2 separate regions of the Callithrix jacchus genome follow, and region 1 is linked to region 2. Evidence: chromatin contacts called from public Hi-C data. All regions are on one chromosome and are shown on one strand. The core of a region is the stretch at or near the end of the contact, and the rest is flanking DNA. Distances in the headings are between cores, read along the strand shown. Region 1 overlaps LOC144581603 (a long non-coding RNA gene). Region 2 has its middle 320 kb from the start of ACTBL2.

Evidence for each region. A called contact is a pair of places that touch in the nucleus more often than the background predicts.
Region 1: a contact with region 2 is called in a Hi-C map of induced pluripotent stem cells, with 5 times the contacts expected there. The contact joins two enhancer-like sites. A contact is called at or near these places in 2 of 3 Hi-C or Micro-C datasets (induced pluripotent stem cells and skeletal muscle).

Annotation. Positions count from the first base shown.
Region 1 is chr2:152,397,837-152,402,310 of calJac240_pri, forward strand. All of the region lies in intron 3 of LOC144581603 (a long non-coding RNA gene), which reads right to left. Among named protein-coding and RNA genes, the nearest start is that of ACTBL2, 26 kb to the right of the region's middle. Within about 2 kb of position 1,910, at least 2 of the 16 cell types and tissues checked have an H3K27ac peak or open chromatin away from gene starts, as enhancers often do.
Region 2 is chr2:152,099,756-152,104,147 of calJac240_pri, forward strand. No RefSeq gene overlaps it. Among named protein-coding and RNA genes, the nearest start is that of ACTBL2, 320 kb to the right of the region's middle. Within about 2 kb of position 2,891, at least 2 of the 16 cell types and tissues checked have an H3K27ac peak or open chromatin away from gene starts, as enhancers often do.

The DNA.
Region 1 (4,474 bases), core at 660-3,159, 300 kb after region 2:
TATTGGTTGAGTCTACAGAAAACTGCCAATATTCAACTATGTGTGACATACAAAAATGTCAGTTTGATATGGTTCAGCCTAATAACAGAGGGTGACTTGAGCTTTTGGCTGTATTAGTTCTAAAGTTCAGCTTTTCAAAGACTCAGTAGACTATTGTGACCTGAAACTTCCCTTTGTAACTTTGTTATTCTGGGAATCGAGTTATATATCCCTAACAACTGACCACAAACAATTTTTGGAACACAACCCATTCATAAGTTGAGGTCTGCCTACAAAGAATGTTCTTTCCTGTGCAAGGCAGGTTGATGAATTGCATTTATTAGAATTACAGGATAAAGAAACCACAAAAGGCTAACTTCGGGTCTTCAGATAGTCCTCTCAGCCTTCTGGCTCCAAAACATAATCATAATTTAAGCTTGTCTGGTGGTGAGCCAGGCTGTCCCAGGAAAAATCAATGCAATCAGACTCGTGAGGCTAAGTGAAGGCCTCATGAGTCTCAACGTGGAAACAAAAAAAAAGCTGCCTAATCAAAAGCAAACTTCAGAAATGAAGGAGAGATAAAGAAAACAAACAAACGAGTAAAGAGAGTACACAAATGTGGGGATGTGATTCTAAACGGTGTCTTAACCATGCTTGCCTGTTGAAATAACTTGCGAAGGTTTAAAGATACAGGTGCCTGTGCCTCCCATACATTCTAATTTCAGTGGACAGTAGTGCATCTGGGCACCCAGTTCTATAAAGCTCCCTAGGCAATTCTAATAAGCATTCATTTTTAAGAATCCTGCTTCTAAAGATTAATCCAAAACCAGGAAATAGATTCAAGGAGTAAAAGGTAGGAAATATGAATAGGATTTTTAGGTCTAAAATGAGCCCTTGATCCAGGCAGTCACTCTAACAGGTGAGGCCAGTGTCAGAATTCCCTGTGGTAGTTTCCTAGAGGCATAAAGGCTTCCAGGGAGTCAGAAAGGCATGTGGCATCAGGAGGAGATAGCAAATGGTCATAGGGTCCCAGTCATAGGTTCAGGTAGAATCTGAAGGAAAAGGGAAAATAAGGGGTAAAAAAACAGGCACAAATTCCACCACTAAGAGAACTCTGAAGATAGGGCAGGAAACAAAAAACCAAGATGTGCTTAGATGGACACAAGGTAACATCATGAAGCTGAAAGATGAGATTCATTGAATACTGAGTCCTCAGGTCCTTCTTTTCCTTCTCCTTACAGCCAGGATTGCTCCTACAGCCCAGAGGAAACTGTTATTATCCCAGCTGTGGGGGTAAAGAATTTAGGGGCGAAACCCCAGCAAGCCTCTGTAGTTTTTTCCCTTAGAATAAGCAACTTGCTTCCTTCTATGTGCCATACCCAAAAAGGAGGGTCTTTTTGTTTAAGTTCTGCTCAAGACCTAATTTTTTAGGAAAACTTCCATCTAATGGCATAATGTATGGCCCACTCTCTCCCTCAATGTATAGTCATATACAGCTGCACTGTTTGTACACTGCATAAAGGCACATGAATGAGAGTTAGGGACTGAAGTCATGTGGCCTGGTACCGAGCTGTTTCTGCCCAGAGAACCCTCCTTTTCTACTTGACACAAAGCCTCAGTGGGAGTTAGGAGTAGCTCTGACAGTAACGAATGATTTGCATCTATTTAAATCTTTGTTGATAAATGATTAATCTACTGACTCTAACCCTACCAAAATTGATGGATAAATGCTATGTTTTAAATATTTAACAGGGCAATCTGCATTTACTCCGCACACTGACATTTTCTCTTTAAAAATGTTCATTTTTTTAAAAAAGAAACTCCATCAAGTGTAGCAAGAAAAAGCTCGTACTCTTGCCCAGTCAACTTCATCCACTGACGACAGCAGGGAAAAACATAAGAGCCCCTTGTTTTGCTGTCTTTGTTTCCCATGTTCTGAGCAAAATTGCACTGAAATTATGAACAGCTAGCAAATGGTATATAAATGACCAAAAACCAAATGACAGCTCTATGAACAGTCAGGCTGGCCCTGGCAAAGCCAGGCTGCTTGGGTTCTGGAACAAGAATTAAGGAATCAAGTTCCATTCCTGGCACTATCCCCAGTTTGCTGTTAACCTTTTTTGTTGTCACCTCTTTTGCATCCATAGGGCGTTGTGACATGCACTGCAGTGCAAAGGAGACAGTGTTTGACAAGATCTGAGCATCTTGGACAGAGGCCACAGAGCCAAGTCAATGCAGAGAGAGCTCCTCACAAGTGTCTCTCCCTGGGGCTCAGCTCTCTAAGGGATCTCTCTCCCCGGGGCTCAGCTCTCTAAGGGATCTCTCTCTCTGAGACTGTTGAGCTGCTTGTTGAGGTGTCAGCCCTTAACTCAATGGGAATCATTAGGGGAAAAAACGAATCGTAGAAAATATCTCATTTCCCAATGGGACAGAGATTCTTGACAGAGCTTAACCCAGCAGTGTAGAAAAATTCAAGAGAAATGCAACAGTGCCCTCAAGGAACAGACACATCTTGTGCATCTGAGCTGTGCTTTCTTTCCATCCTTTGATTACTGTCACTCCCCCAGGCTCACTCAGTATTAAACCCTTTCATACCATGTGGCTCCTCTTGAGACTCCATCATAACTGTTTAGGTTCAGATGAAGACAGCTCAAACCATTCTATTTGGACCTCAGTTTCTGCCCTCTGTCTTTCCTCACCAGAAAAAAAACATTCCTTCATTTTGGAAATCATATCTATTCTAAAGTTAGGAACATGGTCCCTTCATAGCTGATGGACCCTTCATAGACCATCATGGTCCCTTCACCACAGATGTTCTGTGCATACACCTCCAAGACTGACTTAGTTTCCAGAAATTACCTCCTTTCTCTAAAACTTCCCAAAGAAGGAAGAATCAGTGAACTCACCCAGCAAATTTGTTCAGATCTGGGTCTGGTCTCACATCTGTTTCCTTCTCTACCCACGGGAATGCTGAGTGTGGGGGTTTTTTGGAACAAATGAGAAGAAAGTTCCTATTTAATAGAAGGTGGAGTGTTGGTTATTAAACCTGGGCCCCATCACCATCTCGGGTGCATCTATTTCCTCAGGAATCCTGTTCTGATAGCATCCTCCAGGCCTGGTGCTCCCTTCTCAGAATTTACAATGGAAGATTGGGTGGAGACAGGACTGGCTTTGGTTTTGTTTTGCAGAAAACCAGATCTCTCTCTCTGCTTTTAAATTGCCTTCGCCTTGCTCGCCAAGGAGAGGCCATAGAGGCACCTGTGATGATACTGCCCTTGCTCCCACTCACTGTATTTATACCCTGACTACCGTACTCCAGATTTAAGGCTCCCAAGTTGGACCAAGTGACCTCCACAATCCTTCCATAATTCTTTAAGCCTTTTTCATCAATTAAAACAATTTTCAAGTATAACCCCCTTTTGCTTTTCTCCTTCCCATCATTCATATTCAGCCAGACTAGTTAAAATCAAAAGGAATAAAAAGTAACAAAAACCTATGTGTGTGGCTATTAAATAGGAAGCTATAGTTTGAAAACCTCAATCTTCTCACTTGGAGGTAAGGTCTGCAATGTCTTTTCATGTAGTTTTAATTGTCTTTTTAGTTTCATTTCTTTCTCCTCCAGAAAAAATATCCCCCAAGCAAACAAACAAAAAGTAGAATATATTTAAATTATAAGTACGGAGGCCAAGGTGGGCAGATCACTTGAAGGTCAGGAGTTTGAGATCAGCCTGGCCAACATGGCAAAACCCCATCTCTACTAAAAAATACAAAAATTAGCCGGGCGTGGTAGTGGGCACCTGTAATCCCAGCTACTCAGGAGTCTGAGGCAGGAGAATTGCTTGAACCCAGGAGGTGGAGGTTGCAGTGAGCCAAGATCGTACCACTATACTCCAGCTTGAGTGACAGAGCAGGACTCCACCTCAAAAAAAAAGAAAAAAGAAAAAAAGTATAATTAAATGTGCTTTAATTTAACCATCCCTACAAAATGAAATGATGCCAATCTCTGGAGATAAGTAAAACAACCTAATTCAGTGTTTCTCAACCAGGGCCGATTTTGCACCCCAGGAAATATTTGGCAATATCTGGAGACCTTTTTGGTTGTCATGACTGAGGTGGGGAGGGGAGAAGTACCACTAGAATCTAAAAGCCAGGGATACTGCTAAACATCCGTCAGTGCACCGCCCCTACCACAAGGAGTTATGCAGCCCGAAATGTCAATCATGCCAATTCTGAGAAACCAACAGTCCTGTATATACAAAACCATTATTTTTCCAGACAACAGAGAAAACCATTTATTCTCATTCATAAATAGTAGACTCACAAAGCTAGGCAGTCACGTAAATAGCACGGTAAAGGTACAATGTCAATTTGAGAGCCGTTTAGGCGGGACTTGCAGGTTCTCCAGAGGTTTGCTGAGCAACAGAACAATTTACCGGTTAGGCACTAAAGAATGTTGCTGCCATCTAGGGGACAAAAAGAGAATCCCAAAAGCACC
Region 2 (4,392 bases), core at 1,641-4,140:
GGGCTATAATCTCCCGTAGCATTTCCAAGAGGTCCTGGGACAGAATTGCCTTTGCATTCATTCATAGACAGAGCCAAGAGCTTTGAACCACTTTTACTCTTAGGTAGCAACACAGACTCCATGCTACCTGATCCATGGAGACAGAAGTCAGACTTACACCTCAACCTGAAATGGAGGGCCATTTAGGACCTGGCCGTGACATCACTGAATCAACATTATTTTTTAATGTAAAACCGTCTACATTCCAGGCACATTTCCTGGTATTTATTATATGTTACCTTTCATTTCCACAGCTGTCCTGCAAAGTAAGTGTTCATCTATTTTACTGATAAGAAACTAAAAGAGCTCACTCAGTGTCATACAACATACAACTCAAAGTTTGCTTATATTCCTAAATGTGTGGTATTTCCATTATATCACAAGGTTCTAACATGAAATGTGAGGGCAGAAAAAGAGTGTTGCACTCATGGTTTATACTACTCACTTTATAAATAAAGAGATGGAAGAAAAGAAATAGCATGCCTTAGGCCAAACACTTTAGTGGCAGAGCTGGAGTTAATAGCAAGTATTTTAATTTCCAGGCCAGGGCTTGGGTCACTATATAAAGTCAATAATGATTTCCTTCTTGCCTTTGCAGGAGCTATAAAAGATAACTATGAAAGTCGCATAAAGACCAGAAAATAATTCTTTAACATTGCCTCTTCCATTTACCTCACTTTGCTTTTCCACATTCATGAGCTCTTTCTGATGAACCCAGGGAATCCTCCAAGGCCCCCAACTCTAGCTCCAAGGTCTCCCTCATTATTGCCTCTTTTGTACAGTTGTCCTTATTTATATCGATATGGGAAAGAAAATTAGACTCTATGGGGCACAAGCAAAAGCCCACCAACACAATGAGAGAGCGGTAGGCCCTTAATGCTTAAGACTCAGGATGGATTATAATAGAGATTTGAAAACTAGACTGTTTTCTAGAATTGGACTTCTGTTTTTTCTAAGAATCTATTCATACGACTTTGGGACAGACCCAGAAATTTCTCAGCAGGTCCGTTTCTGCTCCTAATATCATGTAAAAAGATACTTTTATCTAGTTAAGGCTCACAAGTAAATGATAAAACTGTTATATAGTTTAAATCAAACTATTCTACTGACAGTTAAAAGATGCAGTAAGTACTCAGAACTATACAATGCATTTGTTATACAAGAATGAAAATTCAAGCAATTTTTGCTTCCATAACTTCTTCTATGGCCCAATTCTTGGTACATCCCCAAGTAACCCTTCTCAGAAATATACTAGCTCTTTTAAAGCTTTTATCAGTGCAATGTTGTTGACAGTTCTAATGAAGATTTAAGTTAAGAGGCTAAAGCTGGTAGCAAAATGGTAGTTTGGGGATTATCTGGGAATTTCAAGGATCTCTGTTAGCCCTGTCCCCATATTACAGTAGATGACAAGAGTTTTCAGTGACTCATCTTTGCAGTCAATTTAAGGAGTTCAGGGAACCACCCAGGTCTTCAAGGCCAGTTGTTAAAAAGTAATGAGCTTCCTTCATTATTAGAAATTGGGGGCCTGCTATCTTGCCTAAGGAATTGGATAAACTAAATCTTACTCATTTGACCTTTAGAAGTCATTGTGGAGAATCAGAAAAATTCCCATGTTGGTTGACTAGTAAGCTGGAGTTTTATTAAGCCTTGAAAAAGTCCAAGAAAATAAACATGTAGTATGAAGGGTTACCCAGTTGTAGATCTATGACAGTAGGAGAGAAGTGCAGTAGACAAGTAGAGAAGTGAAGTTAAAGCTAGTGTAGACAGAAGAGAGTTAAAGAATTCTGATTTCTTTTTCTGAGTGTTAACGTCTGACCTGCCTTGTTCCCATTTCAAGGCCAGCCAGCCGACTAGCACCACAGACACTAATTAGAAAAGCCCTGTTCAACCTTCTCCTCGACCCTTTTGCCTTAGTGGAGCAGTTAATAACAGAACTGCAGCAGGGCTCTCGGCTAGTAGTAAATTCAAAACATTTGCACGGATGGGGATTGTGTGCTGCTCCATGTAGTTCCTGCCCTAGGAAGGTTGGTTAGTGTAACATTACGAGATGCTTTTCAAATGTCAGCTCTCATTTCTACAGTGATCTCTTACTGATGTATGTTCAGGGCTGAACAGACTGTTGTCTAATTTCTCACCATTCCTCAAGTCTGCCACAAAGAAGCTGAGGGACACTGAAATCTCCCATACCATGCCATAAAGCAAAGAAAGTCTTCTCAGCAGATGCCTATTAACAATTAAAGGAAGTTTAGAAAGAGAGCTTTCAGTTGAGAAATGCTGCAGGCAGCCACATAGGGAACAGAAGAGAAGCACTTAAAAGTTTTTGATGTAATTGTCTGGATAGATATTTAAGCAACATATAAAACTTATCTAACTTTCTCTGCAACTGAGAAGGTCTTCCTAGAACAATATGGGAAAAGATAGAGTAAGCAGGAGGAAACAAGCGTGTGGCTTACAGATGCAGTATTACTTCTTCATATGTAAGAATATAGAATTGGGAATATTTCAGTCAAGTTGCAGATTGTGAGAAACTTGTAGACCCGAGAGTACGGAAAGAGAGGGCATCAGATAACTGTGTGATGTCCGAGCCCTGTGTGTGCGTGCATGTGTGTGTGTGTGTGTGTGTGCGCGCGCGCACGCGCGTGCATGCAGATTTTCAGTTGGGAGAAGTGGATTTATTGACTTAATTTGTAATATTTTACCAGGAGCAAACAGAATGACTTGGCTTATTTTATAGCCTATGAGGCAGAGCACAGACACTCAAATAATGGTGAGCCCTGTAAACAGAGATCACAGCTGTTCTGCAAGCTAACAACGAAGCACTCCCTCATCAGAGAAAACATCACATAACTTTTTAGGCACCTGGACAATCTTGTTGGTGATATATAATCATCTTTGAAAGTCCCAGCTTAGTCTGTGAGCATTTTAGCAGTTGTCAGCTGTTTAAAAAAAAAAGGAAGGGGGAACACTCTGTTTTATTCATAGCGTCCAGGGCCCTCACACACAAGTCCTGGTCTTTGATATATTCCATTCCTGGATTCTCATTCTTAGCTCCTCCAAAACTTTGCCAGAGGCCTATTAAGTGCCAGAAACCACACGAGCACTTTGTAAGTAGTATCTCACATAATTTGCACAACAACGTGTATAAAGTACATAATTATTTCCATTATTATTACATTTTGCTGATGAGGAAACAAGCTATGTGAATAAGCAATAAGCTAATGGTTAGAGATGTGAAGGCAGAAGGCTTGACTTCAAGGTCTGTGCTCAGTGCTGTTAACCAACGTCTATGCTAGAAGACTGCCAGAGCCTGTTTTGAAGACCAGTTGTTCTCGTCATACCATTGGGTTTTTTTTTTTAGCCACTGTGGCTTGAAAGTACAGGGCATCATTGTAGTTCTCATGAGACTATTAGCACTTTGAAGGCAGGGACAGTGCCAGCTCAATGAGTGGCCCACAGGATGCATTCAAATATTTCTTGTGAATTCCTTTTCATTCTCAGGAGAAAACATGATTTGGAAGTTGTCTAGATTTTTTTGAGTGTGGCTAATTTGAATCAAAATGGCTTATCAGTTTGGACAACTTTTTTTTTTTTTTTTTTGAGACGGAGTTTCACTGCTGTTACCCAGGCTGGAGTGCAATGGCGCGATCTCGGCTCACCGCAACCTCCACCTCCTGGATTCAGGCAATTCTCCTGCCTCAGCCTCCTGAGTAGCTGGGATTACAGGCACGTGCCACCATACCCAGCTAATTTTTTGTGTTTTTAGTAGAGACAGGGTTTCACCATGTTGACCAGGATGGTCTCGATCTCTTGACCTCGTGATCCACCCGCCTCGGCCTCCCAAAGTGCTGGAATTACAGGCTTGAGCCATCGTGCCCGGCATGGACAACTTTTTAAATCTCTCTCAGCCTTAGTGTCCTCCGATACAATGCAGGGCATAACCTCGGGGCATTATCTACCTCAGATGTTATTTTGATGATGCAGTAAGTCAGTTATGACTGAAGCCTACAAATAAGAATGACCTATTTCAGGGAGTTAATAGATGTCTCTTTCCTTCCCTGAATGTAAGGGTGCAGATACCATTAGATTTAAACCTTGAAGAGAAAGAGAAGTCAATACCAAATAGTAAAGAGTAATAATCATAAAATAAAAAAATCAAAAGTCCTGCAAAGCTCTGTAAGAAATGCTTTTGCAAGAAGAGTTACTATATTCTCTTAGAAGCACAGTATTTAGCAAACTAAGAAGTACATGCCTAGTAGGAATATCTAGCACTTATTCTGGTAGAACTGATTCACTTTAGATCATAAAATTCACTTGGGAGCTTGTACTAGTCAGAGTTCTCCAGAGAAACAGAAC